2 separate regions of the Oryctolagus cuniculus genome follow, and region 1 is linked to region 2. Evidence: chromatin contacts called from public Hi-C data. All regions are on one chromosome and are shown on one strand. The core of a region is the stretch at or near the end of the contact, and the rest is flanking DNA. Distances in the headings are between cores, read along the strand shown. Region 1 overlaps FOCAD (focadhesin). Region 2 has its middle 100 kb from the start of SLC24A2.

The links. Hi-C and Micro-C count contacts between places; a contact is called where the count stands out from the background.
Region 1: a contact with region 2 is called in a Hi-C map of liver, with 8 times the contacts expected there. The contact joins two enhancer-like sites. A contact is called at or near these places in 5 of 6 Hi-C or Micro-C datasets (ear pinna, embryonic fibroblasts, liver and 2 more).

What each region holds. Positions count from the first base shown.
Region 1 is chr1:183,977,998-183,984,245 of mOryCun1.1, forward strand. FOCAD (focadhesin) reads left to right here. Exons shown (of 43, transcript XM_017340982.3): 25 at 918-1,034; 26 at 3,482-3,720. Among named protein-coding and RNA genes, the nearest start is that of HACD4, 110 kb to the right of the region's middle. Within about 2 kb of position 3,609, at least 1 of the 8 cell types and tissues checked has an H3K27ac peak or open chromatin away from gene starts, as enhancers often do.
Region 2 is chr1:182,826,177-182,832,391 of mOryCun1.1, forward strand. No RefSeq gene overlaps it. Among named protein-coding and RNA genes, the nearest start is that of SLC24A2, 100 kb to the left of the region's middle. Within about 2 kb of position 1,340, at least 2 of the 8 cell types and tissues checked have an H3K27ac peak or open chromatin away from gene starts, as enhancers often do.

The DNA of each region.
Region 1 (6,248 bases), core at 2,359-4,858, 1.2 Mb after region 2:
TCTTTCTTAGCTGTGGAATTGTTTGTGTATACAAAGGCTATTGATTTTTGTGTGCTGATTTTATATCCTGCAGCTTTACCAAAGTCTCATGAGTTTCAGTAGTCTCGTAATGGAGTCTTTTTGGGTCCCCTATATATAGAATCATGTCATCTGCAAACAGGGTAATTTGAGTTCCCTCTTTCCAATTTGTATCCTTTTGATTTCTTTTTCTTGCCTAATGGCTGTGACTAAAACTTCCAGAACTGTATCGAATAGCAGTGGTGAAAGTGGGCATCCTTGTCTGGTTCCGGATCTTAGTGGAAATGCTATGAATGATTTTCATAGCCAAGTTCTCCTTTAATGAGTTGGCATTTGCTTTATTTTGTTTTTTACTTTCTCTTTTCTACTCTCAAGATCATTTATGTTTTCCTACCTAATTTATCAATTAGCTAGGTGAATATTATGATTCTTGAATAATAACTAAATGATAATATAGTAGTGAGAAAAGTGCTAGATACATTACTCAAAGTGTTGTGGGCTTATTGCCTCCTTCATGAAATGATAAGTCACAGGACTGAGAGGTCTTGAATTGCTTTTTTTTCTGGTGCATTATTCATTTTAATCTCATTATAATTCACTGAACATAGGTGAGCTCTGAAGGACTCTTGGATATGTTTTCTTTTGCAGCCCCCATTCTCTCATTTCTGCTAAGTCTTGCATAAAAGGTAAAATAGTTTTCCTGTTAAGGACCAGGTAAGGATATGTATTTGTCAAGTACCTATTTATCTCATGTAGCCAAGGCAGGTGAAGCTTACTTTTTGATAGTAAAACTTCATTATTTAATACAGAAGGGGGATTGTATCCTGCATCTAGATTTACTGTTTAGATTTGTTTTCTTTTTTTTCAATTATCATTTCATTGTTGTTCTTCTTCCACAGGTTCAACCTCATTTCCTTTCAATGAAAGAGTGGATTACCATGGTGCTTGATACTCTTCTGGTCATTGTGGATAGCCATTACCAACCTAGAGGGCAGCTTTTATCATGGTTTTATTATGTAAGTGTTGGGAATAAAAAATGATCAGAAAACTCAAGGATTGACTCTTCTGACATCAATTGTTCACATGAAATCTGCAATACAATATAATGATCCTCAGCCCTGGTAGTAAAATAGAGTTATCAGTCAGTCTCTCTCTTTCACTCTCTCTCTCTCTCTCTCTCTCTCTCTCTCTGTGTGTGTGTGTGTGTGTGTGTGTGTGTCCTACAGAAATACTTATGAATAGGCTCCACTTCTAATTTAATTATTCAGAGAAGGGCCCTGGCCATCAACATTTTGAAGACTCTCAAGGTGATCCTAATGTGTAGTCAGGGATAAGGACTGCAATTATAGGCAAACAAATACTGATTAAAATGTGGGGACCCTAAGTTTGTAGTCATGATTTTTTCATTTCCAGTTATGTGAGCCTAGGAAGTTGCCTTGATTTATTTGGACTTTTTTTTTCCTTGTTTATAGAATGAGAAGACTGAACAGTAGCATATGTAGTGATTGTAGACCTAATAGGTTTTATTACTGTTGACTTGATACTTAATATTTATCATTTTATTTTTCTACTCTGTAAAATAAAAGCAACAGTTTATACTTTGCCAACTTGTAAAACATTATTGGAATCAAATTATATAAATTATTTAAAAATGTCTTGAAAGTGATGAAATATCCTGGGAACACATTTTCCATCTTCATGCTTGTATCCTAAGATTTGAATCAAAATGAAAACACTTTCCTGTTAAATTTTCCTTTTATTGGTTGGAGAGCATGACTGCTTCTGTGTTTGTGTAGAATTATTTTTGTTTTACCCTCTCACTGTCCATTGCTTAGGGAATTATAGTGATCATGGGATAATCAGCTGAGTCACAGAGGATTATAGCTGATTTGGATGAAAATATAGTCCCGATCCTGAACTGTTGCTAAGAATACAACTTTAGCCTGAAACACATTGCCTATGGTCTTCTCTGTATATTTTGTGTGGTTCTATCCTCCTGGCCCTAGGAATACTTGGTATGTATTCACCTGGGGCTTAGGCTCTGGAGCTAGATTTTTAACTAACTTGAGGACAAAAATGACTTACTAGATAACGTAGAATTAAATTAGAAGGGAAGTTTTGCTTAAAGAAGAAATTTGTTTATGATGGTTTGTTTTCTGTCAACAGTGTTCTTATTTGTATAATGATGGATGAATACTTCTTTCAAAGCTTATGTAAAAGTCTTTGCAATAATTATCTAGTCTAGTTATTCACCAGAACAGCACATGTGTGCAATCCTAAACAGTGCTGCTTAGTTCTTGCAAACCAGTAAAAAAATCTCTCTTCTAGACAGCTCAGTGTTGCACCTTACCTTTGTGATTATTATACTTTTCAAATTGTTTCAAAAGTCACTTACCTTATTTCCTGTGTCCTAGCATCTGGCTCATTTCAATAACATTTTCAGTTCAATAGTGCTATATTAACATAAAGTATAACTTAGTACATGTTTGCTTTTTATCCTTAGAATACTAAAGCTTAGTAAATGGGCATAGAATTAAAAAATACATTTTAATGTTTTCTGATGAAGGAGACAATACTGACTATGATGTCTCTGAAAATCAAAAATAGATAATAGAAATGATAAATGGGCTATCTTCCACATTTGAAATATATTTATAAATGTATGTGATATCAGTTGAGCTTTCGAACGTGGGATTCTTGTTGAAGCTTTTCGTATTCAGTTGCTCTGTCACTTTGTTAGGGCTGTTACTTATTTCTTTTCACATAATTACATATAGGAAGGAGCATATAGTGCTCTCCATTTCATTTTGAATAGCTGGTTATTGCTTTGTAACCAGAGGCTTTTAGGATTTCAACTTCCTTTTTAATTAAAAGGAATTAACTCTCTGTAGGAAATAATCCAACTACTGGGAAGTGTTCCCACCAAAATCTTTGGGAGACATGCCAATGGATCCCTATGCTAAACTTACACTTACTTCTCCACATGAAAACTTAAAACTCTGCCCTCCTCATTTTTTTTTTTTTTTACCCTGGGGAAAACGCTTAGCTTTCTGAACATTTAAAATGTGGCTTCATGGTTTATCCAAACTCAGATAGCTTTGCTATTGAGTTCTTCCATATACACACACACACACACACACACATCCATGTGGCTTTTAAAAACACTGAAATTGTTTCAGGCCATATTTATAGTGAAAGAATTCATGACCTTGAAGCAGAATAAACTTAACATTTTGTTTTTCTGCCAAATTTAAAAGGACATTATTAGTTATTTAGTAGAAAGTTGTTGAGTGAAAATAAGACAAACACACTTGGATTTTGAAAAACTTATTTTTATTTTTTGGTTGGCATGGGTGAATACAAGACAAACTTATATTATGTGATATGCTTTTCTGGTAGTTAGGCTTCCTTCATGTTTTAAACAAAGAGCTAACCCCTGTTTTCTTTCTTTGGCTTGTTCTAGAAATCTTATTCTGGTGAAAACACAGCTAGTGCCATTGCCCGTTCTGCTGCCGCCACGGCTTTGTCTCTCCTTGTGCCAGTTTTCATTATCTCTTGCAAAGAGAAGGTTGAGGAAATCCTGAACATGCTGACTGCCAGGTTACCTGGGAAACCAAGTGCTGATGAGTCTCAAGCCGTGCAAATCCATATGGGCCTTGCTTTGGGGATGTTTCTTTCTCGCCTGTGTGAGGAGAAACTCAGGTACAATTTATTGGAACATACCTGCTTTTCTTCTTTGTGATTTAAGCAAAGGTTTTGAACTCATATACACATATACCTAAATGCTGTACCTAAGCAATATGTGGTTGCTAAACTTTTTGGGGTGGGAAGCTTGATCCTTTATGGTTGAATTTATCTTTCTTGAATGCCATTTTATAGATATTAATGTATTTTAAAGTCTGTTAGTATTAAAGTGATTATTAGTCACTTGAAAATCACCTCATGCTCTGTTGAAAGCCCCAGGTTTGTCTGTGTAATATGCATCAGCAGAAGCCTAATCTTACGTGCTATAAGTCAGGAAAACCTTTTTTATGGCTCATATGGGATACAATTAATTGATGATCTTTATTGATATCAATGTAAAATCTTATGAAACAATTTGGGTATCCCTTGTGCCTAAGGAATGTTAGGGAACCCTGAATTACATGAGAACTATGTGTACTCAGCTTTAAATAATGTTTTTATCCTGTGCCCTTCCTATATTTTTTATAATCTTTAAATAGTCTTAATCTTTGCATATTATACTGTGTTCTTTTTTCTGTTTGCTCAGTTTTGAGCTGCTAGCTTTACCTTTGAATGAAGGTAATGGAATATCAAAGACTCAGGTGGAAAATTCCACTTATTCAAAATGTTTGCTTAGCACTAATCTATTTTAGTTTTGTTGTTCATACTATTTATTCTTTATGTTATAAGAAATCTTAGAATTTTATATATCCAGATTGATTACAGAGTGATTCAACATGAATATTTGGTTGTCATGAATATTTTGATGCCAATGACTTGGAACTTAGCCTAGTGTTCCAGCACTGGGAATAGGATAGGAGAGAGAGACATCCTGCTGTGATGTTAGATGTCCTTAAACTTCTATGGTTTTCAGAAATTAGTTGTGCAAGGGCAAGAACTTATATTGGTATGGATAAACTGGCTGATGTGCTATATTTAGATTTCATCTTGCAGCTAGTGGTTAAGTTTATATTTGTAACTTGCATAGTTTGGCACAAATACCACTATGTGAAACTTTTGTGAGAATTGCTATTGATCTGGGGAAATACTGTATTTCAGATGATCATTCTCAGCTCTTGAACACATCTGTCAGATGGTTGGGATGATTGGCTTAGTCACTGCCATCACCACTGAACTATGTGCAGAATACTAATTTTTTTGCTGTATTCTCCAGCACCAATACCTACAAGCCTGATTCTGGACATAAACAAAAACTTGCCCTTTGCATATCACCTGACTTTACATATCTTATGTATGTATATAACCGAGTTTAAAATATTTTTAAAGACTTAAAACTTGAAATTGATTTTTCCCCTTTGCTACTATGCCACAAATGGCATTCTCTTCACCATCTGTGTTCATGCTCTTTCGTCAGTATCTTTTCAAGCAACATATTTTGCAACTAAAAATGAGCTGTGGCAATTTGATTCTAGGCAACTCATTTCCCCCTATCCTGTCTCTGGCTCCTTTATTCATTAACTTAGGATGGGATGCTGGTTTTAGGGCCGACAAGAATGCATTTGCAGTTAATTTAATCATTTTACCTGGAGAAACTTTTGACATTCCCCCAGAACACTTGTTACTGGTTTCTAGATTGCCTTTCACCTCTGTTTATCTACTTGACTTTGTACTCGTGGAAATCCCTGGGCAAAAACGCCAAGGAACTCTTCCCATAACTGAGCATCCCTAGAGTAACTGCAAATGTTAACTTTGCCCTAATGTTCCTGTATTTGATAGCATCTTCTGCCTCCTTAGGACCCATATATTAATACTGTAGTCACTAGTATATTTAGTCATGGCTACCACCTCCCCAGTTTCTTGGAACAGAGGTATCTGAAACGTAAATGTTTTACTAAATAATGACAGTGTCACCAGATAATGGCATTTTTAGGAAAAGTTTCTCTTTTTTTCTAAGATATAGGTAAGTATTTTAAGGGTGTTTGACTCTGATGATTAGTGACATCAAATAAGTGACCCCAAAAGACCACTTAGGTACAAGACATTCATTCTAAGAAAGTAAAAAATTCCTTTGTAGTAGAGAATTAGGACTGTCAATCCTGTATTTTTTTTTTTGCTAAAATTTATGAAAATGTCTCCTGAATTTAAGTGCCAAGTAAAATCTCTTCTGAAAAGTACATTATTTCAAAGCTTCTCATGTGTGCCATAACCTCCAGAGGATGCAAGTATGCTCTTTTTAGTATTTAAGATATTTGAGTGTATTTTCCTCCACAGAACAACTTTATTAAGACTTCATTAAATCTGTGTGTATGTGTTTTCCTGTGCGTGTGCGTGTATGTTTCTCTCATTGCAAAATATAATTCTTCACCGTGGGGGAAGTCACTGTAGTCATGGTTTGGAAGACATTATTTAAAGAGCTGGCTGCCTGGTTGGCATTCTTGGAACTACAGTCCACCAAATGGATCCGATCCGATGCAGCAGCCTGGGAGCTGAGGTGTGAGGACACCTTAGTAATCAAGGGCCAGCAATGAAGCCCACAACTCTGCCAT
Region 2 (6,215 bases), core at 90-2,589:
AAATAGGTAATAAGCTTAGAAGAGTGTTGACATAGATCATGTGCTGCTTATTCATATTCATTAGTTGAGTGCTCCAAAGTCAGTTATCAACCTGTTTCCAACAGTACACCTATAGTAAACAGTTACCACTTACCTGTGTTTCCTCATTTTCATTTACTAGTACCGGGTATCATTTTAAAATAGTTTTTAATTCATTAAACATTTAGAACTTGCCATGCTATGTGAAGTTTTAAGTTACCTCACTTCGGTTGAAAGATAAAAATCTGTTTCCTATTCATACATATAAACTTCACTTTATCATTTGTGGGGAGTATTTAAACTCCTCACCTGAATGTATTTGGAAACAATTTAGTTGAGTCTTGTTTTTTCCCTAGAGATAACACAACACTTAAGCACCGGTTTCCCCAGGGAACTCCATGGCAGGCGCAAAGCCTCTTTCTACCCCTTGCATTGTTTCTTTAACTGCCAAGCTTGATACTTCCCAGACAAGAGGCCCTAAGCGTCACTGGCAATTCACATTGCAGAAAAGACATCTATTATTTATACAGAATTTTAATTGAATACAATAGGAACAAATCACCAATCCAAGTGGTCAAGAGGGAGGAAAAGGGTTAAGAAGCTTCTGTTTAAAAGCAGGAATATTAGAAATGAAACTGCTGTCCCTAGGATGGCCTGAGTGGGTTTTTAAGCTCCTTAAACATGCTTAGATTCACCTGCTTTTATTTGTACACATTGGCATGGACACCCTTCCCCAGACAGCTAGAGAAAATAAAGTTGGATGATTTAAGCTGTTTCTATTGTTTCATGAGCAACCATCTAGTCTAAAAGACTAGGCTAAGAATTCTGAAAGTGGAAAATTTATTGTTCTACTCAAAAATTTTATAAGCCATCTCCCTGAGTATGAAATAGCTTCAGAGAGTTGTATTTTTCTCTGCTGGTTTGGTCCCTAACTATTTGAATCCACGATTTTCAATGGAGTCTAGAGATCTCCCAATAAATGGCAGGGACTTCCAAGTATGCTTAAAAAAAAAAAAAAGCAGCCATTTACTATTCTTCCCTGATTTGCAGAAATTCAATAAAATCTTTTTATGTACCCTATTTATTTTCCTAGACATTTAAATTTTTCATGCCTGCATGCTCAATAATTCAAGTGGAGTTTAAAATGGCCAGGTTTTACTTTCCATTGATTATCCTCGGGGACTGAGAGTTTAAAAGAATGACAGCCATGAAAAATCCCAGGCCTACCTCCAGCTGTGCACACATCACGCTATCTCTACCCAAAGTAACCTCTGCCTGCGCCACAGGAGACATAGAGAGCTTCCTAACAGTCATTGTAAATCACATCACATCGCAGGCTAACTTTAGAGCAATGGAGCCATCTAGATTCCAAATATGGAAGTACTGAGTGGGAAAAAAAATCCCCCTGGGATTCCTTTTTATCTGGATATTGAGGGAGCAAAAAAGGAGAGCCTATACATGTCCGAGTCTCTTTAGCAGGTGGGCAAAGACAACTCAACTGTGTGATGACTTCCCTCCATAAAACGTACTCAGTATTAACTCTTCAGTGTTAATAATCATATTTTTGAATATGTTGATCTAAAAATGAATATATTGTTGTCACATTTTAAAACATTTTATTGTACCCTGAAGGACACTTTATTCTTTTGATATTAAGAAAGGGAAATATTTTTGTGGCTGTCTGAATGTACTGTGGGCCGTAGGCACTGTGCCTCGTGGAGAAGTCAGCCTTGCTGGCACACACAGGGGACAATGGAAGATCTCAGTACTCTTCTGATGTATTCAAAGCTGTCCAGGCACGCTGAAGGACTCACTGCATTTCTTTGCAGCTCATGCATTTGTTTCACATGTCAATGTTCCTTTTAATGAATCTCGTAATAGATGATACATTTGATATGGTAGTGGTGAGTCATTTGTTCCCCCAAACCCTTCATTGAATTGATGATATTTCTTAAATAAACAACATCTTAGAACAGAGGAGGTATGGTACCATAGCCATGATGAAGAAAAATGGTCACCCCTCTTGGAACCTGCCCTGACGTGGCTCTATACCCTCCATACCCAGACAGTTGCACAGCAAGGGGGCAGGTCCCTTTGCCATTCTTTTCCCAATCTTGGAAATCTCACAGTAGCACTTCAGCAGTCTTCTGGGTGATACTCACAAGCCTTCCCACCTGCATACAGGAAGGACAAGCTCACATTGTGGAAGAAAATGTTGGGTGAAGGATATTATAGTGGTCACATATCACTTCTTGGTCTTTTGGCTAAGATCAAGTGTATAGTTATCACATTATGGAGAATGCAATCTGCCAAATGTCTCCCCATGGAGAACCATTAGTAGGGAGCTGCTTGGGATCATTTCTTTTTTATTTATTTATTTGAAATGCAGAACTACAGAGATGGAGAGAGAGAGGCAGAGGCAAAAATACAGAGAGTAGGAGAGGGAGGGGGAGAGAGAGGGAAAGGAAGTAGGAGAGGGAGAAGAACCTTCCATCTGCAGTTCACTCCCCGAATGGTTGCAGCAGCCAGGTCTGAACCAGGCTGAAGCCAGGATCCTGGAACTCCATCCTTGGCTCCCACATGGGTATCAGGGATCCATCTTCAGCTGCCTTTTCAGGCACAATAGCTGGATCAGAAACAGAGCAGCCAGGATTGGAACCAGCATTTTGATATGGGATGCATGCATCGCAAGCAGCAGCTTAACCTGGTTGGGATCATTTCTCAAAGGAGAGGATAGCGAGGGTAATGAACAAAGAGATGGCGTTTGGCTCATTTGCCACGTTCATGTGTCATGTTCATCCTCATGAAGGAGTAGAGCAGTTAGTTGGCTGTGCAGTATGAAGAACAAGGAGACATATCCAATCCACTCAGGCAGTGGGAATTACTATGAAACTACCTGTAGAGGAGCAAGGAAAACAGAATGGCTGAGAGGCCAGGATTTCCTCCTCAGCCAGCTGAGATGTGAAAGCTTATTTGGGGTGGTTGTGCTATTGAAGCGTCTCCAGCCTCAGATATCAGGTGCTCATTTCTCGAGGACTCTACCATGACCACTGCTTTTGGGGATACCACTAATGCTCTTGCTCTCTGCTCCTCTGCTTCTGTAGCTTATGTCTCCTGCAACTTCTGGAATGCTAACTCGGTTAGTTTTTCATCACTGGTCTAGACAGCTGTCTATCAGTGGGCCCAATGTGTAGACACTTTCTCAGCAAGTAGGTGCCCTCCACCTGCTAACTTTGACATTAGCAGTGATCTTAGGGCATCTGAGAGGACTGCTGGAGAGGGAATAACTAATTGTCTTTGCTTCTTTCAAGGGTCATGCCATAGAAAATTCTATTAGCACCCTGCTTGGAGCTGAAATTCTACAACATGGATTTGCAAGAGCTTGTGTGAAATGCACAATGAATCCAGGGAACTTTCACAGGCATCGCTGCTCAGAAGGGGGTCCTTTCCTCAAGTGAGTCCTCCCCAACAGCCAACAGTTCTGCCATCAGTCAGCCCAGAGCAATACCTTTCCATGTCTGCAGAAATTAACTTCCTAAGTTTGGGCTCAGGGTGAACAAACAGGGAGACATGAAGACTAGATGAAGAGTAAAACACGGGCCAGAGCGCAGCTCACTAGGCTAATCCTCCGCCTGCGGTGCCAGCACCCCAGGGTTCTAGTCCCGGTTGGGGCACTGGATTCTGTCCCGGTTGCTCCTCTTCCAGGACAGCTCTCTGCTGTGGCCCGGGAGGGCAGTGGAGGATGGCCCAAGTGCTTGGGCCCCTGCACCTGCATGGGAGACTAGGAGGAAGCACCTGGCTCCTGGCTTCAGGTAGGTGCAGCGTGCCATTGTAGCGACTATATGGGGGGTGAACCAATGGAAGGAAGACCTTTCTCTCTGTATCTCTCTCACTGTCTAACTTTTCCTGTCAAAAAAAGAGTAAAACACAAAGTGAAATGACTTTTTTCACCAAAGCCACCACCAACCCTCCTAGCACCTTCCTGCTCTCTTATCTCAATGAGACTCTGTTGGCTGCCCTGTAATTGCTATCTTTGAGCTCATTTGGCTCTTAACAAAAAACAAAAAAGCAAACTAAACTAAACTAAACAAAAAACGGGCTTTTGAATGTGGTAAGAAAGAACCAGCCTAGCTTTTCTGGCTATACCAGGCTCAGTCTCCATGAAGATCAGACTTCAAGTGAAGTCAATTCCATGGAACCTTTGGACCCAGACCAAACCAGTGCGTCAAACTGGAAATTTCCATAGCACCCATTGATTCTTGATCTCCTGTACTGCACAGCTTGTCTCACGTAAAGGAGCATGTGTGATCACCCTCAGAATGGCCAGTGATACCTCAGACCTGCCCAGGTGTGCAGTGGAACAAAATGGGACCATCTCTCACTGGCTAGGTCTAGACTGTACCTGTGTTTGCTCAGTCAGCCAAAGTTGTGTATATTTAGACTGACCCAGAAAAAAATGCAGAGGGGTCTAGAGAAAGCAGCCTGCAGCTTGGATTTACAAGTGTGGCTCGTCTTGTATATACAGGCACAGAGAAATAGTTTTGCAGGTTGTATTTGCTTGATCTTTTTGTAATCTGCTAGACTCTAGCACCGTGTGAGAATACTTGGCAGTGGCAAGTGTAATCACTCAGGGCACGCATATATATTTCTGAAAGTCCAATTTTTTATGTCGCTCTATGTTTCATTGTTAGCACCAGAGCTCTCACTGCTGAAAAGCTCTGCATTTTATACTAATCAGTGAGCTCTACTACCAAGGCCTAAGCATTGGGGATCTCAAGTATTTTGTACTTGAGAAAGGGAGAAACCTGTAGGAAAAAAAATAGCCCAGACATGCATTCTGTATTTGTCAAAGAAAAGTTAATGATTAGAAGAGGGTAAACCTTGAGATTCCTTCATCAGAGTGTGGATTCTGGGCAATGAATCCATGTGACACTGTCCCCCATCCCTCTCTTTTTTAAAACTTAAAGAATGTTGGACTCCTGGATAGGATCAGAAAACAGAAGAAACTAAAAGTCTTTATTGATACAGAAATGGCTTTTCCCGACGGAGATTTTAATCGTGAATCTTTTCAAAGACATTGCTAGGGGCTGGGGAATTTCCAAGCCCAACCTCTGTAAACCGGCCGATTGAGCAAGGCACACATCTGTTCTTTAATTGCACAGTAAACAAACAAGACTTCCACAGACAAGGGTGTGTGTTCCCGGTGGCGGTTTTGACTCAAGTTACGTGGAGTAGGTCTCCGGAGCATACCACGAGGCAGCGATATTTCCCACAGCTCGCGAGTCAAGATCACCCGCAGCAGTCTGCGCGGCAGTCACACATCGCGACCACTAGATGGCATGCGAGCACTGGGTTGGGGTCCGGCGGCGGCCCCTTTCACTCTGCAAGGGGAGGAACACTTTTGTTTCTCTGCGTTTTCTTCCTGCCCCTTTGTTTGACTTCACCATTTTCTGTCTCCTTTTCTCCCCGCTGTAGTTACAGGGCACCTCCGTTCTAGGAAAGCCCAGTCTCTGGTCGCTTGGGGCTGAGATCTTGCAATAATCCTTGGCTCTCCCGTGCCCCAGCCCTGCTGCCCACGGCAAGCATTCGCTCGCTGATCCAAATCCTGCACCCTGTTCTTTTCGAATGTCATCCCATTCGGGTCCCGGTGTTCATAGCTCAAAATGGGCCGTCGTCTGCTCTGCTTTGAATAACTTGGAGGTTGTGCTGTTCATGCCAGGATTTAAAAAAAAAAAAAAGCAGTGTCAAACTGTTACCATCTTGTGACAACGGTTAGGAGAAAAAGGAGATTCCTCAAAGGGATGAAGCCCAACGAGGCCCCATATTGCACTAAAAGTGGCCGTTGAGGGCATGGACCCAGAAAAGAAGGCAGTGAGTCTACTGCCAGTGAGATCTTCTTTGGAGAGGAGATTCTAAAGAGCACCTAAGTTGTATCTTACAAATGACTTAATCGTCCCAAAGGGCAAACTCCACCTGCAGAGGCTGGGGCAGAGCTGGGATCAGACTCTCAGCACTCGCCACTGGAGAGCAGTGGATAGGCCCGGGGCGGCCAAGGAAAACTGGATCTCCCCGTCCTCTGTCCACAGCGATTAGAGGTCCATGTTCCTTCCCTGTTAGGCAGAAAAGTGACTTCCACAAGTGTTAATAGGATTTACGGTTGCCAAGACAGGTGGAGACTACAGGGCTGGATTCTCAGC